Linked DNA regions of Mus musculus: all the other regions are linked to region 3. Evidence: chromatin contacts called from public HiChIP or PLAC-seq data. All regions are on one chromosome and are shown on one strand. Each heading gives the region's core, a stretch centred on a gene start, on an enhancer-like site or on the middle of the called end of the contact. The rest is flanking DNA. Distances are from core to core; before and after follow the strand shown. Region 1 holds the start of Frmpd3 (FERM and PDZ domain containing 3). Region 2 has its middle 25 kb from the start of Gm39537. Region 3 holds the start of Morc4 (microrchidia 4).

Region 1 (4,717 bases), core at 1,913-4,412, 470 kb after region 3:
CCCAGGAAGCCGGAATCTCTGCTGGGTGGCCCAGGCTAGGGAGGATGTGAGAGTGAAGGATAACATCAGGCTGTCTGGAGCAGCGGCAGGGGCACTTTATTAAGAGAAGCAGCCTGGGCGAGATGGATGTGACAAGGGAATCTATGAAGACATAGAGAAGAGCCCCAGTCGCAAGAGGAATGGGCTCTATGGCTGCCAAGGAAGGCTGGGTGTGGGCCGTGTGTGTTCTGTGTCTTCTCTAGGGACCTACTTGCTGCAGGTGCCCTGGCTCAAGTCCAATGTGCTTCTTTTCCTTCTTTCCCTTGGGCTTTCTTTCTAGTTCTTCTAGGGCTGTTCGGGGCAGCTCTGAGTTTAGCTCTGCTTCTTAGGTCCCTGAGACTTTGCTTAGTCCTCTATCAGCTCTAACATCCTTATAGCCATTCTTGACAATGATGATCTGACTGTAAATGAGCCCAGAAGGGAGGAATCTATCAGAGTTGTCTAGAAACTGCCCATTAGAAGCCCGTGTTTCCTTAGTGTGTTCCCCTCGGGTAGCAGAGGGTAAAAGGAAGTACTCTGGAAATTTGGAAAATTATCTTGAAGATACAGTTACATAGCAGGCATACGACAGTCAGTCTCTTGTACCCTTGGGTTCTATGTTCTCAGATTTAACCAGCTGTAAATCAAAATATTCTGGAGAATAGAATTATCTTGCTTTTCCAAAAAAAGAAATTCTGAAAAGAATTATGTTTGTGTTGAATTTTATTCCTTGTCATTAGTCACTAACCAATATGGTATGACAAATACTTACATAACTTTTATATTGTATTAGATTTTTAAATAATCTAGAGATAATTTAAAGTATACAAGAGGATATACATAGATTATCTGCACATACTGTGCTGTTTTAAATGAAGGAGGGAGCACCCTTAATTATTTCGGTATCTGTTTGGGATCCTGAAACCTACTCTGTAGATACCAAGAGACAACTGTGTTGTAATGTAGATTGTAAAGATAGTCAAGGTGGCCCGTGGGATGAGCTAAACAAGCAAAAGACTCTCCCAACGTTTCTACTAGTTCCTCTACAGATCTCTGCTGCTTGGGCAGAACCCAGAACCCCGGCTATCAGCAAAAGTAAGTCTTTCCCCTCTTGACCACACTTTGCTGTCTAACATGAGCTTCGTGTTTTCTAAATGGAGGTATCTTGGTGATCTGAAGAGGTTTTGACCCAGACACCTGCAATGCTGGGGTCTCATAATCTCATGAGAGGAGCAGGCTGCTTTAGAGACCCAAAGCCCAGACAGTTCTGCTGGTTCCATTCAAGTCCTTAAAACAATCTCCTCGGTTTAATGCCAAGCCATCACTAACCAGTGTGTCATAGGCACCACTGAGGGAAAACACTATTTCACAGAGCAGGGGCTGCTTAGATGCCGGCTCACTAGTTCTGGAAAGATGAAATTAAGTACAATCAATCTGGAAGAGTCAGCCAGGATTTCTTTTCAGTTTTACCTCCCTGTAGCCCCCTCCCACCTTAGAGACAGACTAATCCCCGACATTTGTCTAATGACTTTATACCTGTCAAAGCTCCTTCCTATCTATTACTTCCCTCCAGCATCACAAACACCCCCAGAAAGGAGGACCGGAAGGCATTATTATCCCTGTTTGACCAACAAGAAAACTGAGGTACCAAAGGATACATGACTCATTCAGGGTCACACAGCCGTTTAGTCAAAGAACTGGGGCTTTAAATGTTTTCTAACTTCCAGTCTTGTGATCTTTCTGCCTTACAAGGTAGACTCACCTACAGGACTATGGACGCGTGCTGCTCCTAACACAGTACCCAACACACATAGATGCTAATAAGTATTTGCTGCAAGGAAGGAAGAAACAAGTTCTACAATGGTTCTCCTTCTTGTTGTTTTGAAAAAATGGTCACACCATGTCGCCCAGGTTGCTCTTGAGTTCCTGGGCACAAGTGATCCTCTATACTCACCTTCCCAGATGTCTGAGACTATAGATAAGGCCAACCACACACAGCTCTACTGATCTTAAGTCATTAAAATAGGATACGAATGTGATGCTATTTGATCATTTTGACCATGAAAGAAGGAGTTTGAGGTCTTTCCCAACTCACAGATGGCAATGCCAAAGAAAGGCTAGTGTGACAGCCACAGAGAAGCCAATGGGACTTGATTTCCTAACAAAGCTGCCTTCCACTCATCCTTCACAGAGGAATTGATCCAATGGGCCCTTAACCCAGTAGCAGAGAGGAGTCAGAATCAGTCCCACTTCAAGAAGAGCCTCCCCAAGATGTCTCTACAAGCTTTTCTCTGGTCTCCCATCAGTGACTCTGAAGTTCTGCTGTGAGAGTTACTTGAGAACACTGGCTGCTCTCTCCTCTTAAAGGACCTGAGCACTCTCCCCTTCTTGAGGAACTCCAAGCATAACAACCCAGACTTCAGAGACTCTGAGCTTGTCTCAGAAAAGACCACCTGGATCCAAACACCCTCCTCCTCCCTTTTCTATCTACCATGGAGTCGGGTACATACTAGAGATCTATCAAATATTAAGAAATGAGCTGTCTCTGCTAAAGAAGAGTGCCCGGAGTTGCCACTTGTTTTTAGTCCAGTTAGAAAAATGGGGGCCGGCGGGGGGGGGGGGGGGAGAGAGAGAGAGAGAGAGAGAGAGAGAGAGAGAGAGAGAGAGAGAGAGAGACAGACTGGTCTCCAGATACCACTTTGCAGTAATACAAAGCAGCGTTTGTTCCGGGTACCCCCCTAATTTAAGATCCCTGCGGGTTTTCTTTCTTGAGCCCACCAGTTCTCCCCTTGATCTCCAGGGGTGTTTGTTTTGCTTCCCCAGAGCCTCGGTTTTGTTTTGTGTACAATGAAAAGGGCGCTGGGATGAGAAAATGCATGCAAAGCACAGTGTCCAGATCTTAATAAGTGCTCAGCCAAGCGGCAGCTGGATTATCCATACACCTCTGTTCCCAGAGGGAGGGGTCCTCCAGGGACACCAGACTGCTCACGAGGTCCCGAATCCAGGTGCAAAAGAGGGGCTGTTTCTCAGCTCCCTGCTTAGTTCATCACCTCAGCCTCAGCTCTGGGGCTGAGCCAGTCGCCTCGTTCTTTAAGATTCTGGTCACAGCAGGGGCTGGGTTTCTAAGGCAGGCGTGATCTTTCTCTTCCTACAGACGCCGCTGCCGCCAGTGTCTGAGCTGGGCACTGGCAGGGGCAGTGCGCGGGAGAGACAGAGGGAGGGTTCCCGGCTCCGCAGCCACGCAGACCGGGCCTGGAGAGGGTCCCCGACAGTAAGTACTGTGCCCCAGAAGCCAGGCTAGGGCTTGCTTGGGAAAGGATCATATAGCTGGGCGTGTGTGGGGTTGTGAGGTCCGCAGAAATTGCTAGGGTCCTCACTGGCACCTCAGAGTGACTTGGGGGCAGTCTAGCACATGCCCCTTCTGGGTGAGTGGCCCTTCCTCGCTCCTTCCCGGGACAGAGGGAGGACGGGGCTTGGGGGGGGGGGGGGGTGAAGACAGAGGATTACAGAGTTCGCGCTTCGGGGGGTGTCATTTCTCTCCATCCCCCACCTCGAGCCCCCCAAGAATTCCTTCTAGTTGCCAAGCGGTCCTCGGGTCGGTTCGCGGAGCCACGGACGAGGAAATGGCAAGGCAAGATGCACGCGGGGCAGAGGTTTGGATATCCATGGCAAAGTGGCTGCAGGAGCGGGAAGTTTTCCTGCTGAGGGTGGGGGGCGGGGAGTGAAGACGGTGTAGAGAGGCGAGGAGAGCAGAAAGCTGGAGGAGAGGGAGGGCAGTGCTTCTAGGGGTTGGAACCAAAGCCCCCTGCCAGCAGCAGCCAGATCCTCCAGGATCCCTTCCAGGTGAGAGCTTTTGGGCTCCTGCAGGCAACTGAGTCCAGTGGGAAAAGGTCTGGGCTTCTAGCCTCCCTCCTCAGTTCCCCAGGCATAGTGGCTAGGTTGTGCTCTTTGGCGGTGGGGGAGGTGCACAGGGGATGCTGACGCGGTGTTGCTTTATAGGGAGGGGGCAGCTGAGACCTCAGTTTTCTCCAAACACAGCCAGGCTGAGAAACATGACCACTGTACCCACCTGGTGGTGCATTATTTACAGAAATATCATCCATTAGCAAGTAAGACTGGCAGGAACATTCCTGTCACTATTTTCTCTAGGCTGTGTAAAATTCAGACGGTGTTAGGGCAGACATAACAAGACCAGTATCTCCCCTCTGTTTTTCGACCCTCCACTACATTGGTCAGGCTTACCTCCCAGTAGTAACAAGTCATATGCAATAATAACAACTCTAGCTGTCATTTGCTTGGAGATTGCTATATGCCAGGCATAGCACTAAGCACTTTACATGCAGTATTTTATTCACTCTTCACAAATATCATGTAGGGTAAATACTAATATTATTCATTTTTACAAATGAAGAAATCAAGGCATAGAGAGGTGGGTCAAGACTAGTCCAACAACTAGTGAGGGGCAGGGCTAGGATTTCAACCCACTCTTTCTTCATACATATCCCCATTGATAACTATTGGAAATATTGGTAACAAGCTGGCTTTAATGGGCTAATAAAAACCAGGTTGATTTCCCTGTGGCAAAACTCATTTTAATTCTGTATTTCTGAAGTCAGGGCCCAGTCCCAAAGAATGTTGAATCAATTTTTCAAATTACCCCCCCCCCCATTACAAACTGTGGAGAAAGACAAACAGCGAG
Region 2 (4,414 bases), core at 1,784-4,283, 290 kb after region 3:
TTTAGATCATACTCCTTCACCCTAAGGCTCAAAGACCATTTCGAAAGAGGGGGTGGGAAGATTGTAAGAGCCAGAGGTCAGGGAGGACTAAAGTAAATTAGTGTCTCCCAGACCTGGAAGGACCTTGGCATTCATGAATTCAAAACAGCTGTGGTTTCCTACAAAAAGTTATGTCAATGAACTTCCAGGAGAGGGGGATGAGGGGACCTTCACCCCTAACTGAGGAGTTATTGACAAATGATGGCTTCTAGGGGGTGGGGGAACTCTATTTACCTTTAGGGTGTGGCCCAATAGTTTCGTGACACTCCAGTAGATTGCTGTACACCCATTAGTATGATGGCAGCACAAACCGAATTCAAGGAGTGGGAGAGGCTAGAGAGATGTCTCAGTGGATAAGAGTATTTGTTGTTCTGGGAGATAACCCAGGTTCAATTCCTAGCACCTATATTGTGGCTTATAACGATATAAACTGACAGCATGACTGCTCTGTGGTATGGTTAAGGGGAAAGTTTTCACTGTAGATGTGTGTGTGTGTGTGTGTGTGTGTGTGTGTGTGTGTGTGTGTGAGAGAGAGAGAGAGAGAGAGAGAGAGAGAGAGAGAGAGAGAGAGAGAGAGGAGACATATGGAAGAGTCCAAAGCAGAAGAAGAAAGGAGTAGACTGAACATGGCCAGCAGACATAGCCAGCGCTATCTGCAAGAGAGAGGAGAGTAGGAGGGGACAGAGAGTAAAGAAAACCTAGTGAAAGAAGCAGGAAGAGAGCAGGGAGAGAACGTAATGGGAACAACAGGGTTATAAGGATAATGAGTAGCCAGGGGGGAAGGAAGTCTGTGTGCAGGAGGAAGTTTAGGATAAGAAAAGAGGTGAGAAGGTAAAGGCCATATTGTGGGACAGGAAAGATGGCTCCACAGTTAGGAACATTGGCAGCTCTCGGAGATGACCCAGGCTCAATTCCCAGCACCCCTACAACAGCTCACAAACATCTGTAGATCCAGTTTAAGGAGACCCAGTGTATGTGCATGTGTGTGCAGGGCCCATGGAGACCAGAGGCACCAGCTCCCCTGAAATTAGAGTTAAACTGGTTGTGAGCCTCCTAACATGGGTGCTGGAACTTGAGCTAGGGCTAGTCTACAAGAACGGTATGTAATTTTATTTGCCAGGATATCTCTCCAGTCCCTGATATTATACCTTATACTCAAGGAAAGAGATTCAGAGCTTACGGTATCCTATGGCCTCAGAGGGTCAGGCCAAGGCTTGAACTCAGGCCCATACAGCTAAAGCTTACACTCTTCACTATGTACTATTTTAAACCACTAAATGCTAATAAAAGCAAACATCTGGATTCATTACAAAAAAAAAAAAAAAAAAAAAAGGAGACCCAGTGTCTTCTGCTGGCCTCCATGGGCAACACACACACACACACACATGCACAGGCAAAACACTCATGCACATACAATACAATTTAAGAAATTAAATCCATGATGTGAGATTCATGATTTCCTCTTGTCAATTTAAAAACAAAACAATCAAGGCTTCTGCAGAAGCTGGCCTATTTGCTAAGGAAGATGGAATCTGGAGTAAGAGGTGGCCGGTAAAAGCCTGGGGTTTTCTACTCTGTTAGAACCAGGAAGTGTTTCTGCAGCATATGTATGAGCCCTGGAGAATCTCTGCTGGCCTGTGTCCTGAAGTCAAGCTGTAGGCATCAACGCCAGCTTCCCCCTGCTCCAGGGCCTTGGCTACTCTGAACCATCTACTGCCAGTTACAGCTTTCCATTCCCAAGGTCAAAAGCTAAGGAAGCTGCCCCCTAAAGCCAACACAAATGTTGGCATTCCTAAGCTAAGCACCATGCTGTGGGCAAGTTCTTCTTATCCTGTACTGACCCATTCTCTAAGGTCCTGTGTCCTATAGGAGTGGACATCCTGAAACCTGGGCGGTATCAGACTGGGAGATCAGACTAGGCTGGGTGGAAAGGTCGTAAGTTCCTGTCCGGGCTTCTTCCCTGAAATAGCCTGTGAGCTTGGGGACTTATCCCAGACTGTGTTCCCAGGAAAGCGGGCTAAGCCAGAGCTTTGTGGGTAGGAGACTGCAAGAAGTCAAGCTGTGAATGGACAGTCTCTGAATTGAGGGCCAATTTCTCCCTCTAGCCTCATCCTTCCTTACCTTGGCTACTAGAAGATTCTGTTCCCGTGACCTTTGTTGCTGAAATCCCCCTTCCTTTCCCCTGTTCTTGTGAGCAGGGCATGTCTTTTGTGCACTTAGGAGCAGCTGTGGGGAGAAAGGCTTTGGAGCCAGCTCTGATCTGGAATCCAGATCTAGCTTTGATAAACAGTGTGGCAATGGGCAGGTGACTGACTGAAACTCCCGGAGGCTGTCACAAGAGATGCAGTAATTGGTGTCTGTACCCAACTGGGTTGGTGGGAGAAGCAAATGGGGTAACTCTGGGGGAATGCCCCCCCCGCCCAAAAAGTTTCATAGAACTCAGTGAATGAGTACCACATGTAGGAAAACAGGAAGAACGTCTTCTTCCTACAGGAGGAGAGGATGATAGGAGAAACTGAGGCACTAATCACCCCTGGAGCCTCAGAGTCCTGGAGTCTCTGGAGTCCCTTAGAACTCAGCGAAAGGGAAAACAGAGCCTGAGGGAGGGACACCTGGGAGAGTTAAGAGGAGACATGACCCCGAGCCATGTGAGGCGGACAGGGAGCTAGACATATAGGCACCAGGTGCAGGGGCCCTGATGAGAAAAAGTAAAAAAAAAAAAAAGAGTCAGGTTACCAAAACGGCTAGGAAAGAGTCTACTGGGGCAGGACAACCCAACCAGGTTAGGGAGGAGGGCAGGGTGAAGGAACTCTAGCCAGTCCAAGCACGGCAACATGGCTCTGACAGGCCTTGTCCTTCCTTATTCCCTCTGCCTTGCTAAAAAGAAAAAAGGAAAAAAAAAAACTGTTAGATTACACTTCTAAAGCTAGCCACAGAGGATCATTACATTCTTTGGCCACTTCCTCCTCCTGAGGCTGACTACCAAGGTCCAGCAAGCAAAAGCGGGCCATTACCTCACCTAATTAGCCTGTCCAATCAAAATGAAACACCTCATCCTAACATGGGGTTTCCCCTTTTACCTTTATAAATGGCTATTTTCCTATGGGCCAGATCTGTCTCCTCTCTACCCAGAGGCAGTCCTTTGTCCTTCCCTTCCCTGTCTCCCTTGACCCTTTTCTCCCCCTCCCTGTTGCCTTACCTTTCTTCCTCTTCCTCTACTTCCTGTCTTTGTCTCTTATGCCTGCCCTCTGTCCCTGCGGGGCAAATAGTGCTCCTTTGTGCTGAACGCGGTCTTGGGGTGTCTTGTGCCTACTCTGAGAGTTTCTAGTATACCAGTCATACCCTGTAAATAGGTAGAGACTGAGGGTTACAGGGAGAACCTGGCAGCCAGGTCCACTCTGATACGTTAAATAGGCACCTCAGTTAGCCTTTGTCCCAGGTTTGAGACCTAACTCTCAGTAACTCTTAGTTCCCTTCTCCTCTGAACCCAAACTACCCAATCCAAACAGTGGTTTGAAACCTAGTTTGCAATGAAGAAATGTTGTACATAAATTGGTATAGTTCTTGCAAACTCATAACTCTAGAAAAATGTGACCCATGACAATGAAATCCTCAGTATATATTTAAACTTCCCCTGTTCTGCCGGTCTCTCACTGTCACAGGCCCCTCAGTCTTAAGGACACAGATTACTTCGTAGCCCCTTCTGTCAAGAAGTCAGTGTCGCTTGGGCTTTTCAAAGATGTGCATTCTCAGCCACCACATGGGGCCATCAGCCTGAGAGTTACTGTAGGTAGTTCTCAACTGCTACAGCTCTGGAACTCAGGGCTCATCATGGGCCACTGGTTCCAGGGAAGATGAGTGCCACAGTTTCCTTCACCACTCTCTCCTCATGTGGGAAGAACGAGGCATGACAGCAAGAATTAGAAAAACTCCACAAAGAGCAAGGCTTTTGTCACAAGGCCCAACTTGGGTTAACTTGTACTCTATAACTACTGAGACCCAGGAGTGGGCCGCTGAGCCCTGTCTGTAGCTGGCTGGAACCTCCTTGTGTGATGCAATCCTTGCCTCTGCACGAGTTCCCCTGGGTCCAGAGTCCCTTGACTTTCCTGTCTCTTCAGTACAGCCCCTAAGGCTGAGAGTCTCAACTTGTTTACACTAGTCTAACAGCACCTGCACCACCTGGGGAAGTATGTCACAAATGTACATTCTCAGAACCTCCCCACACCACTTCATGTGATTCCTGATAAGGGTCCCAAGTTCAGGACTGGACACGGGCTCTAGTTGCATAAATCACTTTACAAACACAGGGTGGATATGATTTGCTTGCTTTGGGGGGAAACAGGGAGGACATTTGAGACAGTGTCTCACATGGCTC
Region 3 (4,125 bases), core at 1,138-3,637:
AGTCCCTCCTCTTCTGTACGCCTGCAGCACGTGTGTGCTTCTCTTTGCACACGTCCTTTTCTACTAGGTTGCTACAGAAATGATAAAACCTTTTTACATGTTTCATCATACCTGTTAATAAAGTAGAACTTGGTCATATCCATTTTTCTACCTATCTTGGTGACCCTGTGCATAGTAGATGATTAATAAATGTTTATCAAATGAGTGATTTCCTAAAAATTCATGAGGAAGTAGAGAAAACACTTGAAGAAAAAGTAAAAAAGAAAGTTTGGGATTATCAATAAACACTCTGATGTTCCTTTTCCCTGTTAATATTTGTGACTTGGTTTTTTTTTTATAAGAAAATCTGTGTATACACATATATGTACATAATATACACACATTAGCCCAGGTCTATGTTTTTTAATTTAATGCTTTAAAAATACCATCCAGTGAGCTGAGTACAGTGGCAAGAGCCTATAATCCTAGCATTGGGAGGCAGACACAGGCACATCTTTGTGTGCTGACTGCCAGCCTGATCTGCACAGCAAATTTCAGGTCAACTGGACTACATAATGTGACGCTATCTCAAAAGAAAAAAAAAGGGAGGAAGGAAGGAAGGAAGGAAGGAAGGAAGGAAGGAAGGAAGGAAGGAGAAAAAGAAAAAACCATAGGGGAAAACCTAAACGATAGAGTCACCTCAGTCTGGAAATTCAAGCTGTATCATCAATGTTACTTTCCTCCTGAACTTTCTAGAAAGCAATCAGCAACCTACTCTATACCATTTGGGCTCATAGCCAAACTAATCATCAGAATCCTCCAGCACCTTCCAAATAACTCTTCTGACTCTTCCTGTGGCTCACCGACATCTTTAGGAAAACAAGTCTCCTGGCATGGCCACAGTGGTGGCTTACGTCCCCACTGGGGTTCATTCATGTGGCTCTGAAACCATTTTCAAGAGTCTTGTTCTGTGCTAACTAGCCATATAAATCTGTCTTCCTTCTTTCAGTTTTTGAAATATTTATAATGTGCTTGCTCTGCTGCATTTTGCGCAGAACTGCTTTTCATCTTTGCCTTTTGAACAGTACATTAGTGCAGAAGCGATGCACTCAGCTCTAAGGAATCAAGTGAATTTTTTTCCTTTTTTTTTTTTTTTTGAGCGAGCACCGGTGCACCCAGAGGTTAAGTCCTTAAGGCCTCCGTATTCATTCCAGCGGTGTGAGGGCGCTCGTGGACTACGGACCCAGCCCTCTGCAGTCTCCGGGAGCCAAATGCACTCGTGTCATCATCTAAGAGATGGCCCATCATTCCTAGACTTAAGTCTCTAAAGTTAAAGAAGTCATTTCCAGATCTTTCCAACTACTCTACAGGGCCCTCTGCACTGTTCCTTTGCCAGCCTGGGGCCCTCTGTCGGTCGCCAGCCTTGGTCAAATCCAGTCGCTTCGGGGCCCGATATTTTTATGCATTGCTCTTTGATTATTAACTAAGAATCCTAAAGTGACTGGAACATCACGATCCAGACAGAACAACAGCGCGGGAACCCTACCAAACTCTTAGTACACACCTCGCTTCCTCGGCTTTCCAGGCACGATCTAGTCCCGTCGCCCCCCTACCCCACCCCACCCCACCTCACCCTACCCCATCCCACCCCACCCTACCCTCCCTGTCCCCCTCCCTAAGAGATCACGGTGGCCGAGCTCCCCCAGCCCGTCCCGAGAGGACCCGCCCCACGCGCCTCGTGCATTCCTCTTGCGTCCACCGCACCACGCTGGCACCTCTGCCTCGGGCTTGCGACCCGCCACCCGGCCCGCCCTCGTCACTCACCTAGCAGCTCCGCGATGGCACTGAAGGGTCGCGTGTGGCTGCTGGAGTTGCTCTGGAGGTAGCGGGGGCTCATCTGGGGGCGAGAGAAGGTTCCGTCCCGCGTGAGGCCTCAGCTCGCCCAGCCCTCCCCGCGCGCCCCCCGCAGCCCTGGGACCCGGGCGCGCTCGCGCGAGTCCGTCCCCTCGGGGGCCCCCGGACCTACCGTGCTCAGGCGGATCCTGAAGGCCTGCGGGACGCTGCCCGCCCGGGCCAGTCCGCCTCCCGGCGTTCCGGGGCCCGCAGGGGCCCCTCGGTACAGGAGCATTTTTTTGGCCGCCAGGATACCGGTTTGCTGCTGCCGGACCCCTGGGCCGGCTGTCCCCGCACTAGATCGCGCTGTCCCCCGACTCGCAGCTGGCGGTGGCCGTCCCGGACTGGCCCTCTCTCGTTCCCACTCGCAGCTGGCAGAGGCGGGGCGCGCTGCAGCCACCTGTCCCCAGCGGGAGGGGTGAAGCCGGAGGAACCCAGCGTCTGCCCGCCCCGCCTTGTCAGCACCTCTCCTGACCCACCGACTGCCAGGGCTGCCCCTGGGCCGTACAGAAATATGGCGATCTCCTGACAGACGCTCCTCCATCCCCGCCCCTAATTAATTCTTGGCGTTTGCCATAGGCCAGGCGGCCGAGCGGGAAAGCGCGAGGGGAGGGGGGATGGCGGTGCGTGGGGAGGGGCGGGAATGTGGCAAGAGGAGGGAGAGCGTGCATGGGATTTCTGGAGTCCCACTTAGGCTTCATGACTAACAGGCAGGATAAGACAAGTCTTTGAATTTCGAAGGACTGCAGTTTTGCTATCTGGGAAGATAGGCTGGAGCTAAGGGGAATTATTCCCACTAGCTACTTCGAAAGCTTATGGAAGCACCAGGAACTTTCTAGAATGCAATTGGCAAACGGCCTACCGATCCTTCAAACCGGCAGGGAGACTTTATAGTAGGAGAAACTGAATTTACTCGCTGCAAATAGGGGGTTGGTTATGTTATAGGATGCGCATAAAGTAATATGCAGCTTTGTGTGTTTGTGCTCTTGGGGGCGCATCGTTTGCACACCACTGACATTTGAAGGCCTGGTGTCTCTGGGACTGCGGTTCCAAACTCACACAGCCATGCTTTTTCAACAGTCTTTAAAATTATTGCGCTTGCTTATTTTGTGTGATTGTGTGTCTGTGTGCACGTGTGGCGATCAGCACACAATTTGAGGGAGTTAAGTTCTCACCTTCCACCTTCTGTAAGTTTGGGGTTCTCAGGTCTTGTGACAAGCACCTTCATCCCTGAGCCATTTCCCTGCCCCTATATTCCACTTTTAAAGGGCATGCCTGCTGTGAGTCTACATTTACCTGTGCTGTGGAGTCATCATGTAGTGTTGACAGCAAACCCAGGTCCTGGAAGGGCACACTACGCAAGCACCCCTACCACCATTATCACTACTCCCAACCCTGTGAGCACTGGGGTTGCAGTCATTTTTATGTGGGTGCTGGGGATCTGAACTGGGGTTCTCAGACTTGTATGGCAAATGTTTTACCAACTGGGCCACTTCTCCAGACTCCTTTTTCTGTGTGTGTGTGCGCGCGCGCACGCAGGTGTATATGTGTTCTTATGGGTGGCGAGGTTTTCACGTGTCCATTTGTACATGGAAGCCAAAGGTCATCATCTTGTTTGTTGAGACAGGGTCTTTCAACAGCCTAGAAATCACTAAGTAAGCATGGGGTGATTAGCCAGCCAGCAATCTGCTTATTTCCGTCTCTCTCGGTGGTGGTGGTGGTGGTAAGGATTACAAAAGGACACTAACCCTGGCTTTTTCCTTTTTTTTTTTTTTTTTAAGAACACGAGGTCTGGGGATTGAACTTAGGTCCTTTTCCTTGCACAGCAAGCGCTTTCCCAACTGAGTGATTTGTTTTTGAGACACTCATTACCTAGCTCAGGCAGGCCTCTGGCTCTGTATCTTCCTTCCTCAGCATATGCTCAGACATCAGGGAGGGCCCCCACGCCCAGCATTACATTTATCTTCTGTTTGTAACGAAAACGTTTTTCAAAAACGTCCAGCTATAGATGCCTTATTGATGGGTAAAGTACCAGCCTTTAGTCCTTCCAGCAACTTAAGCTGCTGGCCACCTTCTACGGATGACTGCCTTACTCAACCACTTCCCAGTTTCCCTGTTATTAGACATTTAAGTTAAATGTAAAAATGTAAGTTGTAGCCATTGTGACTAACATGAGTGAAGATGTCTCTTCTTCTATAGTGATGCCATTTCCTTTGGATATGTATACTGAATGGGGATTTCTAGATAATTCTG

Evidence for each region. HiChIP or PLAC-seq counts read pairs in DNA pulled down with a chosen protein or histone mark.
Region 1: a contact with region 3 is called in an H3K4me3 HiChIP or PLAC-seq map of embryonic stem cells, with 4 times the contacts expected there. The contact joins the promoter of Frmpd3 here to the promoter of Morc4 in region 3.
Region 2: an H3K27ac HiChIP or PLAC-seq map of trophoblast stem cells shows a contact between it and region 3, with 3 times the contacts expected there. The contact joins the enhancer-like site here to the promoter of Morc4 in region 3. A contact is called at or near these places in 3 of 39 promoter capture datasets (hippocampal neurons, liver and stem cell-derived epiblast-like cells), 2 of 484 Hi-C or Micro-C datasets (adipose-derived mesenchymal stem cells and liver) and 3 of 115 datasets of contacts at active chromatin or transcription factors (embryonic stem cells, stem cell-derived neural progenitor cells and trophoblast stem cells).

Annotation. Positions count from the first base shown.
Region 1 is chrX:140,339,101-140,343,817 of GRCm38.p6, forward strand. Frmpd3 (FERM and PDZ domain containing 3) reads left to right here and starts at 3,163. Exons shown (of 15, transcript NM_001320946.1): 1 at 3,163-3,289. All of the region lies in intron 3 of Gm32113 (predicted gene, 32113), which reads right to left.
Region 2 is chrX:140,162,023-140,166,436 of GRCm38.p6, forward strand. No RefSeq gene overlaps it. Among named protein-coding and RNA genes, the nearest start is that of Gm39537, 25 kb to the left of the region's middle. Within about 2 kb of position 3,034, at least 3 of the 459 cell types and tissues checked have an H3K27ac peak or open chromatin away from gene starts, as enhancers often do. A contact at or near this core is called in trophoblast stem cells, where this site is marked.
Region 3 is chrX:139,869,267-139,873,391 of GRCm38.p6, forward strand. It overlaps Morc4 (microrchidia 4), which reads right to left and starts at 2,388. Exons shown (of 17, transcript NM_001193309.1): 1 at 2,006-2,388; 2 at 1,804-1,876. The coding sequence starts at 2,107.